Linked DNA regions of Zea mays: region 2 is linked to region 1. The links are chromatin contacts, called in public Hi-C maps. All regions are on one chromosome and are shown on one strand. The core of a region is the stretch at or near the end of the contact, and the rest is flanking DNA. Distances in the headings are between cores, read along the strand shown.

The links. A called contact is a pair of places that touch in the nucleus more often than the background predicts.
Region 2: a contact with region 1 is called in a Hi-C map of ear, with 2.8 times the contacts expected there. The contact joins the promoter of LOC100381273 here to the promoter of LOC100275376 in region 1. A contact is called at or near these places in 2 of 25 Hi-C or Micro-C datasets (ear and tassel).

The regions. Positions count from the first base shown.
Region 1 is chr9:118,749,265-118,752,847 of Zm-B73-REFERENCE-NAM-5.0, reverse strand. It overlaps LOC100275376, which reads left to right and starts at 1,856. Exons shown (of 1, transcript NM_001149464.3): 1 at 1,856-3,583. The coding sequence starts at 2,068. The coding sequence ends at 2,970.
Region 2 is chr9:118,930,031-118,933,565 of Zm-B73-REFERENCE-NAM-5.0, reverse strand. LOC100381273 (chloroplast chaperonin 10) reads left to right here and starts at 2,188. Exons shown (of 6, transcript NM_001327846.1): 1 at 2,188-2,348; 2 at 2,461-2,511; 3 at 3,290-3,355; 4 at 3,452-3,499. The coding sequence starts at 2,205.

The DNA.
Region 1 (3,583 bases), core at 607-3,106:
CACATATGAGAGACATAAGTTTTTTTTTGGAAGGAAGAGGGAACTGTTAGAGCGACAAAAAAAAACAATTGTTTTTCTAATATTAATTTTAAGGTTAGTTTAAGGCTTCTTTTAAAGTTGTTTTTAGAGTTGTATCATATGATCTCTTAAATATCCCTTGTATTTGGAAACGAATACTGCTCTCCAAGATAACTGCTTGCATGGTGCAGTATTTACGCCTCTAAAGTCCAAAGTGCGGCCATAGATCTTGTTCCAGCACTAGCATCACGATCGCGACAGGTAACATAAGCAATTAGTGCTTGTTTAATTTGAAGACTAGAAAACCTGTCTAGCCCAGACTGACATCCAATTTTGGATGCCCAAGGCTAGATTGATCTGTCAGGCTAGGGCGGCAACCAAACAAACCCCGTTATTACTAGCAAGCAGTAGGGGTACTTGTTACCACCGTCGATCAATATTGGTCGGAAATTTTTGCGCGGCTCACATTACGCGCTGCTACTAGCTGTGGTCTACGGACTTGGCAGCGATGCCTGCAAGCTTTGAACTGCACAAACAAAATGTGGACAGGCGGTCGGAACAGCCGATGACCATAGTATATCCATATGGTGACGTACACGTGCTCCTAACAATGGCCTAAAAATCCAGTTTGGGCGAGCTTTTTCAGGCCTTGAAACTTTCAGCAACGAGAGGACGGATCAAGACCTGATTAGTAGGAGCACATTTGTTCCGACTGTCAGGTCACGTACGCCGGCAACGCCTTCACCGGAAACGCTAGTAGATAACGTGTATATATATGGCTCCTAGTTACACAGTGTCGTGTTCTTAGGATGACTAATCCAGCCTGCTCGAGATGCGTGGACTAATCAAAATCAGAACAATATATATTGTTAGAGTATAATTGAACTGTTTATCTCGATCTCTATCAGCTTAGGTCTTTGGATTGAACTATCGGTATAGAACTAGAGATAGAGTTCTCGAGTTCCAATCCTGCTTAGCGTAATTAGATAAAATAATTATCGTTCACTCATGTTTCACGTCGAGAGAGAGCCTGTCCTAAGTTTAAGCTTTCGATGAGTTGTCCACTTTTTCTATAAGCTTATAAACCTGATCAAAAACACAAATCTACAGCTTCTCTCTAGCTATAAGGTTAACCTTCTGAGTTGAGAACATGAATCCGGTCCCAAGATTAAAACGCGCGAGAGGGGAGCGGGTGGAGGTGATTAAAAGCCGGCGCCTATGATTCCTTCTCCTCACTAATAAGCACACATTATGTGTCCTGTACTGTCCCCGTCGTATTCAATTTGTCCGTCCGTGACACCGGGGGGGGGGGGGGGGGGGGGGGGGGGGGCAATAAATCCTGTGCATATGGACGTCCTATATACCTCTACCGGGCAATGACTCCGTTTAAACGGTTTCCCGTTTTAGCCGCGTGTTAGGACCGGCATGCAATTCATCCACATGTTTAGGGTGGCTTTTGTTTTAGGCGGCGCAGTACATTTGAGGAAATAATCGATGCAGAACAGTGTGATTTTCCATAGAGCTAGCCCCGTGTTCCGAGGTGGATGGACATTATGGTCATGGATGAATGAATTTTGTTCGTTCGCTAGACCGCAATTGTTTGAAGTGGAATTTGTCGAGAGATTGCTACTTCTTGTCTTGTTAGTGAAAATGGAAGAGTTGATTTTTATTTTGTTTTTATTTTAAAAAATGAACCTGGAAGTTGAACTAGACTAGCCTGCGCCGTAGTCCCACCGTTTGGTTCCGACCTCCGACTCCGAGTCCCGGCCACACGCGCCCCACCCCGTCCTTCTCTCCCCCCAAAATAAATCTCAGCCCAACCACTCCTCCCATAGGCATAGCGTACACCAGCGCACAGGCCGACAGGCGCAAGGGCAGCGCCAAGGAAAACCCGAGCTACCCTGCGGTACAACGCCGCTGCTACAAAGGCTACACCAAAATCCAAAACCCAACCAACAAACCAACCAACCGCGCTGCTCCTGTCTCTTGCGCCTCGCGATCTGCCTCCGTTCCTTCCTTTCTCCCTCCCGGCGTGATGAGCGGTGGGAGATGAGGTGCAAGCTCCACCCTTACGCCAACCCCGTGGGCGTGTGCGCGCCCTGCCTCCGCGACCGCCTCCTCGCGCTCGCCGCCGAGCGCGCCCAGGCCGCCGAGGCCAGCAGCGACGGGGGCTGCGGGAGCAGCAGCTGCGGCAGCCCGCCTCCGCCCCTGCACCTGCACCTGCCCACGCGCGCGCGGCGCCACCAGCAGCACGGCCACGCCGAGGGAAGGGCCGGGGGCTTCCCGCGCTCCGTGTCGCCGTACGCGCAGCACCGGCGCTCCGACGCCTGCGCTTCCTCCGGCTCCGGGTACCAGCCGAACCTCCTCTTCTTCCGCACGCCGCAGGTCGGGCCCGCCGCGGCCGCCTTCCGCGCCGACGAGCCCGGGGAGGAGACCGGCGGCGGCGGCGGCAAGAGGAAGGCCGCGCCGAGAAGGTCCTTTCTGTCGGCGATCTTTGGCGTCAGGCGGCACGGACGACGGGAGGAGGCAGTAGTCAGGAAGGACCCTCCCCGGCGGTCCACCTCGTGGCTCTCGGCGATCATCCGCCGCAAGCGGAGGCCGGCCGACTTGCCCGCAGCCGCGTCCTTCCCGGACGAGGAGCCCGAGTCCCCCGGAGGCAGCAACAGCACCGGCAGCTGGTGGTTCCCCTCGCCGTCGCCTGCAAGGCAGCAGCAGCACCGCCGCCGGCACGGCGGCGGCGCTGGCGCCAGCGGGGACGGGATCTCGGGGTTCGCCGTGTGCCTGAGCCCGCTCGTCCGGCCCAGCTCCGCCGGCGGCCGGCGCCGGTGCCAGCCGCCGGACCCCTCCGCGCTGGGAGGAGACAGCCACCGGCGACACGCGTCTGCCGGCGGCGCCGCGTCGTTCGGCCGCAACGCGTCCCGGAAGCTCGCCGATATGGGTAGGTTCCGATGACGCTTCCTCGCCGCCGTCGTCGTCGGCGCCGGCCAGAGTTCCTCTTTCTTTGTTATTATTATTATTATTATTATTTTGTTAATCTCGAAGATGATATGATGATGTTTGTTTAGTACAGTACTAGTAGCACTTAGCGCCTAGCTAGGCAGCCAAACTTGTTGGAAGAAATTCAATGGTTATTCGGATGGCCTGCTTTGGTTTGTACTCCTACTAGCCCAAGTTTGGAGCGGCACACATTAGTCGGCGATGACAGTGTATTAGCTAGCTTCAAGAGTTTTAAGGAATTCTTTGTGTGAGCTTGGAGTTTTGTTTGCGAGGAAGATGTCAAACACGGCGACCTGGGGATATCAGCTCCGCTGAACTCTGACCAGCGACTTCAATTTTGTCCGCTGCCGCGCGGCGCGACTGCCGAGGTGATTTAATTTGTTTTATCGGGAGATGGGTTCGTTTGTGCGCTGCGGCCTGCGGCGGCGTTCGCTCGCGCTCATCATTCAACTCCCGCAGGCCGGAGGTAGTTGTCAGTTGCGGCGCTGGCCTCCGTCGGTTGGACTTGGATCCTTCCTCTTCCGTCAGCACTGTACTTGTGCTCCGCCTTCGGTGGTAGCAGTATATT
Region 2 (3,535 bases), core at 939-3,438, 180 kb before region 1:
CAGAGCCAGAGCGACGAGCAGCTCGTGTCGCTTCTGGTGGTGGTGGAAGGCTCCGTCCTTGCTCTGAACCTCTGAACTGTACCTACTACATGCTTCAGAGCCAAGGATTGGGGGCTTGCCATGCATGTGGTACGGCATTGCCCGGCTGCCGTGGCCCGTGCCCTGTGAAAGCAAGTGCTGTTTCTCATGCATTGGCCTCTCTGCGACTCTGCCTGCCACTGCCATGCCCATGCCTCTCCTGCAGCTACATACACTCCTCGCGTTCCAAAAGGAATGCAATGCAATTGTGTCATGTCTAGTTAATAAGTTTAACCAATCATCGATACAAAAAAAATTAAATAAGTACTATTAAATCGATCACGAAATTTCACTAGAAAATATTGACCGTTATAACCGACGCAAAATCCGTAGCTGCATCCGTTCCAAAAAACAAGTGTCTTTCTCGCTTACCGACGAGTCACGTACTTCTGATTTAAACTGAATGTGCAGAAGAAAAATATTAATGCTTGCAGTATATAATTAGCGTCTTTAAAATAGACAGTTGAATATTTTTTTTATTAAATTTGTTTAAGGGTATAAATATTGCCAGTAATTTCTATAGACCTAGTTAGACTTAAAAATGTTTTAACTCGTGCGGGTAACATGACAGATTTATTTTTGGTACGGACGGGCTGTAAGAAGGCACGGAGAACGCCATGTATAGAGTTCGACCCTTTTTACTCTAAAAATCTCTTCATTGCGGCCTTTTGGTCTATGACGTGATTGGGTGGCAGGTGATGTGGTTGACTGGTTGTATATGCTGTGGTGGCGGTGAAAATAAATGATATAAGATATATGATATTTGATATAAAGTAAATATGAATGTGAATAATTATGGTATATGATAGAGAGTCTTACTGGCAAGAACAAAATATTCCTTTTCAAGTAAAAATTTAGAGTAATATAAGTGTGGATAGCATGATACCTAACTTGTTTCCTCACGGCCTAGGGGGACAAGGGCAAGAGACAAGGCCAAAAGAAAGAAAGGAAAGAGAGCAAAAGGCCTGCTTCTCGACTCTGCAATTTCCTCTTTATCTCCTTTTCTTTTCCAATTTTAACTTTCCTTTCGTTCCAGCTGATCCATATATACGGTCCCCCGCCGGGCTTTTGAAGTTTGAGCAGCTGAATTTTCGTGACCCCACGCCACGCAGCCACGCTGCTGGAGTTCAGTGATCCAGTCGAGTCAAAAAAAAAAAAACTTGACGTGTCGATGAACGTAAACAAATTTGTTGTGGTCATTGACCGATGGCAAACACTTTGATGCAAACTCTGCTCTGCGGCTCAATTCTGTACTGTACCAACGCGAACGGCAGCAGCTAGCGCACCTCGGTGAACATGATGGAAGACTGGTCGTCCTATCTTCTTCCGTCGGATACATGCTGCTCTCTTGGGTCCGCCCACGCCTTCCTCGCCTCGGCGCTGCGCTTCGTCATGCATGCCGCGCGCAGTGCCCCCCTGCCCTCCGCTAGCTGAGCTAGGCGCTCTTTATTTGCATCATCACGTACGCACACGCAACCGTCGTGCAGATATGCAACGCCAAGCCACGCCACGCACCGCGCCTACTACTGGAAATCACGAGACGCATCACACGCACATTGCCGACTGCCGACTGCGGCGGAGTCGTTCCGCGAGCCCGGCCCATGCAGCGGCCGCCGGGAGCCCGGGACCTTGACAAGCAGCAGGAATCGCCGGAGAAGTCAACGTACATGAGGAGCTAGCAGGAGAGCATATACCTGCACCTCGTTTCCCAGAAATTGACGAACGAGCTAAGATTCAACGACTAACAACACTCTTGCGGAATGCAGACCAAGGTGATGAGAGGCGCAGCGCAACCAAGAAAACTTGCGTCGTTCCACGCCCATTGTTCTACGGAGCACAATTAGACATCACATCAGTCAGGCCCATTGTTCTATCAGGCCAGCACCAATTATAATGGGGCCGAAACGAAACGATGTCGGTGCTAAAGCCCCTCCACCTCCTTACGATTTCAGCCCATTTCGAGATAAGGGCACCCCAAAAAATTATGGGACCATCGAGAAGGAATCCACCCTTGACTCCAACAGCCAACAGCAGATAAGGAAACGCACGCGCCGCGACGCAACTATCAAGCCATTCGTCCCTGTGGAAGTTTCCACACTCCCTTCCCTTCCCTTGTACCCACTCCAATGGCGCCCTCCCTCCTGGCCGCCGTCTCCGCCTCGCCCTTCCTCCTACCCGGCAGCAGCGGCATCAGCCGCAGGCCACTGGGCGCTGCCCCAACCCGCCGGGCCGGACTGCGCGTGGCCGCGCTTAAGTACGACCCTGCTAAGGTGGGTGGGCTCGCTGCTGTGATTATGCGCTCTGCTTTCTTGTCTTCAAGGTATTTTAGATCGGATTCGTGGTGTATGTCTAACGGTGTGGCGTTTTTTTTTTGAGGGGCAGGTGGCACCGCAGAACGACCGGGTGCTCGTCCGTCTTCAGCAGATCCCTGAGGTCTCTCCGCTATCCACAGCGTTCCATTATTGTACATTTGTTCTCCTGTTTTGTTTTATTTAGATTTGTTCGCTGATAATTGTTGGTTTGCTGCTCTCGCTTCAACATTTCAAGTGGAACAATACATTCAGCGTAACACTCCGTGTAAACATTCAGTGTATGAGTCACTGTATATCAGAAAAAAAATACAGGAAGTCTTCGATTTAAAAAGGCCAGGATTAGTAATTTAAACTTTAGGAATTTCCATTAGGAGTTGGAGTTGACAGAGAAGAGAAGGGGCAATTCGTTCATTTCTCTCTCCAGTTCACATGTATTGGGATGGAATGGGTCTGTTCAAACAAGCCTAAGCACGGCGAAGTTAATACCCTAAGCGTGGTAGTTACTCTGCCTTGAGAGTTGAGAGCAACTCCCGCCACTTTCGTTTTGAAATGTCTTTGGGAAGTCTGAGTTTATTCAAGAAGTGGTATGATTGATTTACTGAAGATAACACACATGTATTTCCCCCAACCTACAATTGCACTAATTTGTTTTACTGCACCGCATAGAGATATTGCAGTGCTCCTATTATTAAGTGTGGTTAGTTTGACATGTTAGCAGGGCCCTGTCATTTATAAAGGTTAGAAGCAACTGTTGCACCCTTCCTTTTCTGGAGTTGAATTACCATACAATCCTATGAAACTGTATTACAGGAGTACACATACGCATATCACTGATGAAGGTTTTTAGAAGTTGATACTTGTATATAGTTCATTGTTCTGACAACTTTTTATTCGTGCAGAAATCTGCTGGTGGTGTATTGCTACCGAAATCTGCTGTTAAGTTTGAGAGGTATCTGATGGGTGAGGTAAGATCTTAAAGCCACTACTAACTGTTTCTGTAATAATTGTTAATTTCAGCAGGATATTGTCCCACAATATTGTATCGTTCTCGTTCATGCTAGATTCTATCGGTTGGTGCTGATGTTAGTGAAGTTGAGGCTGGGAAGAAGGTAAGCAGTGATTTTGTGACATAACTCTTATTGGTG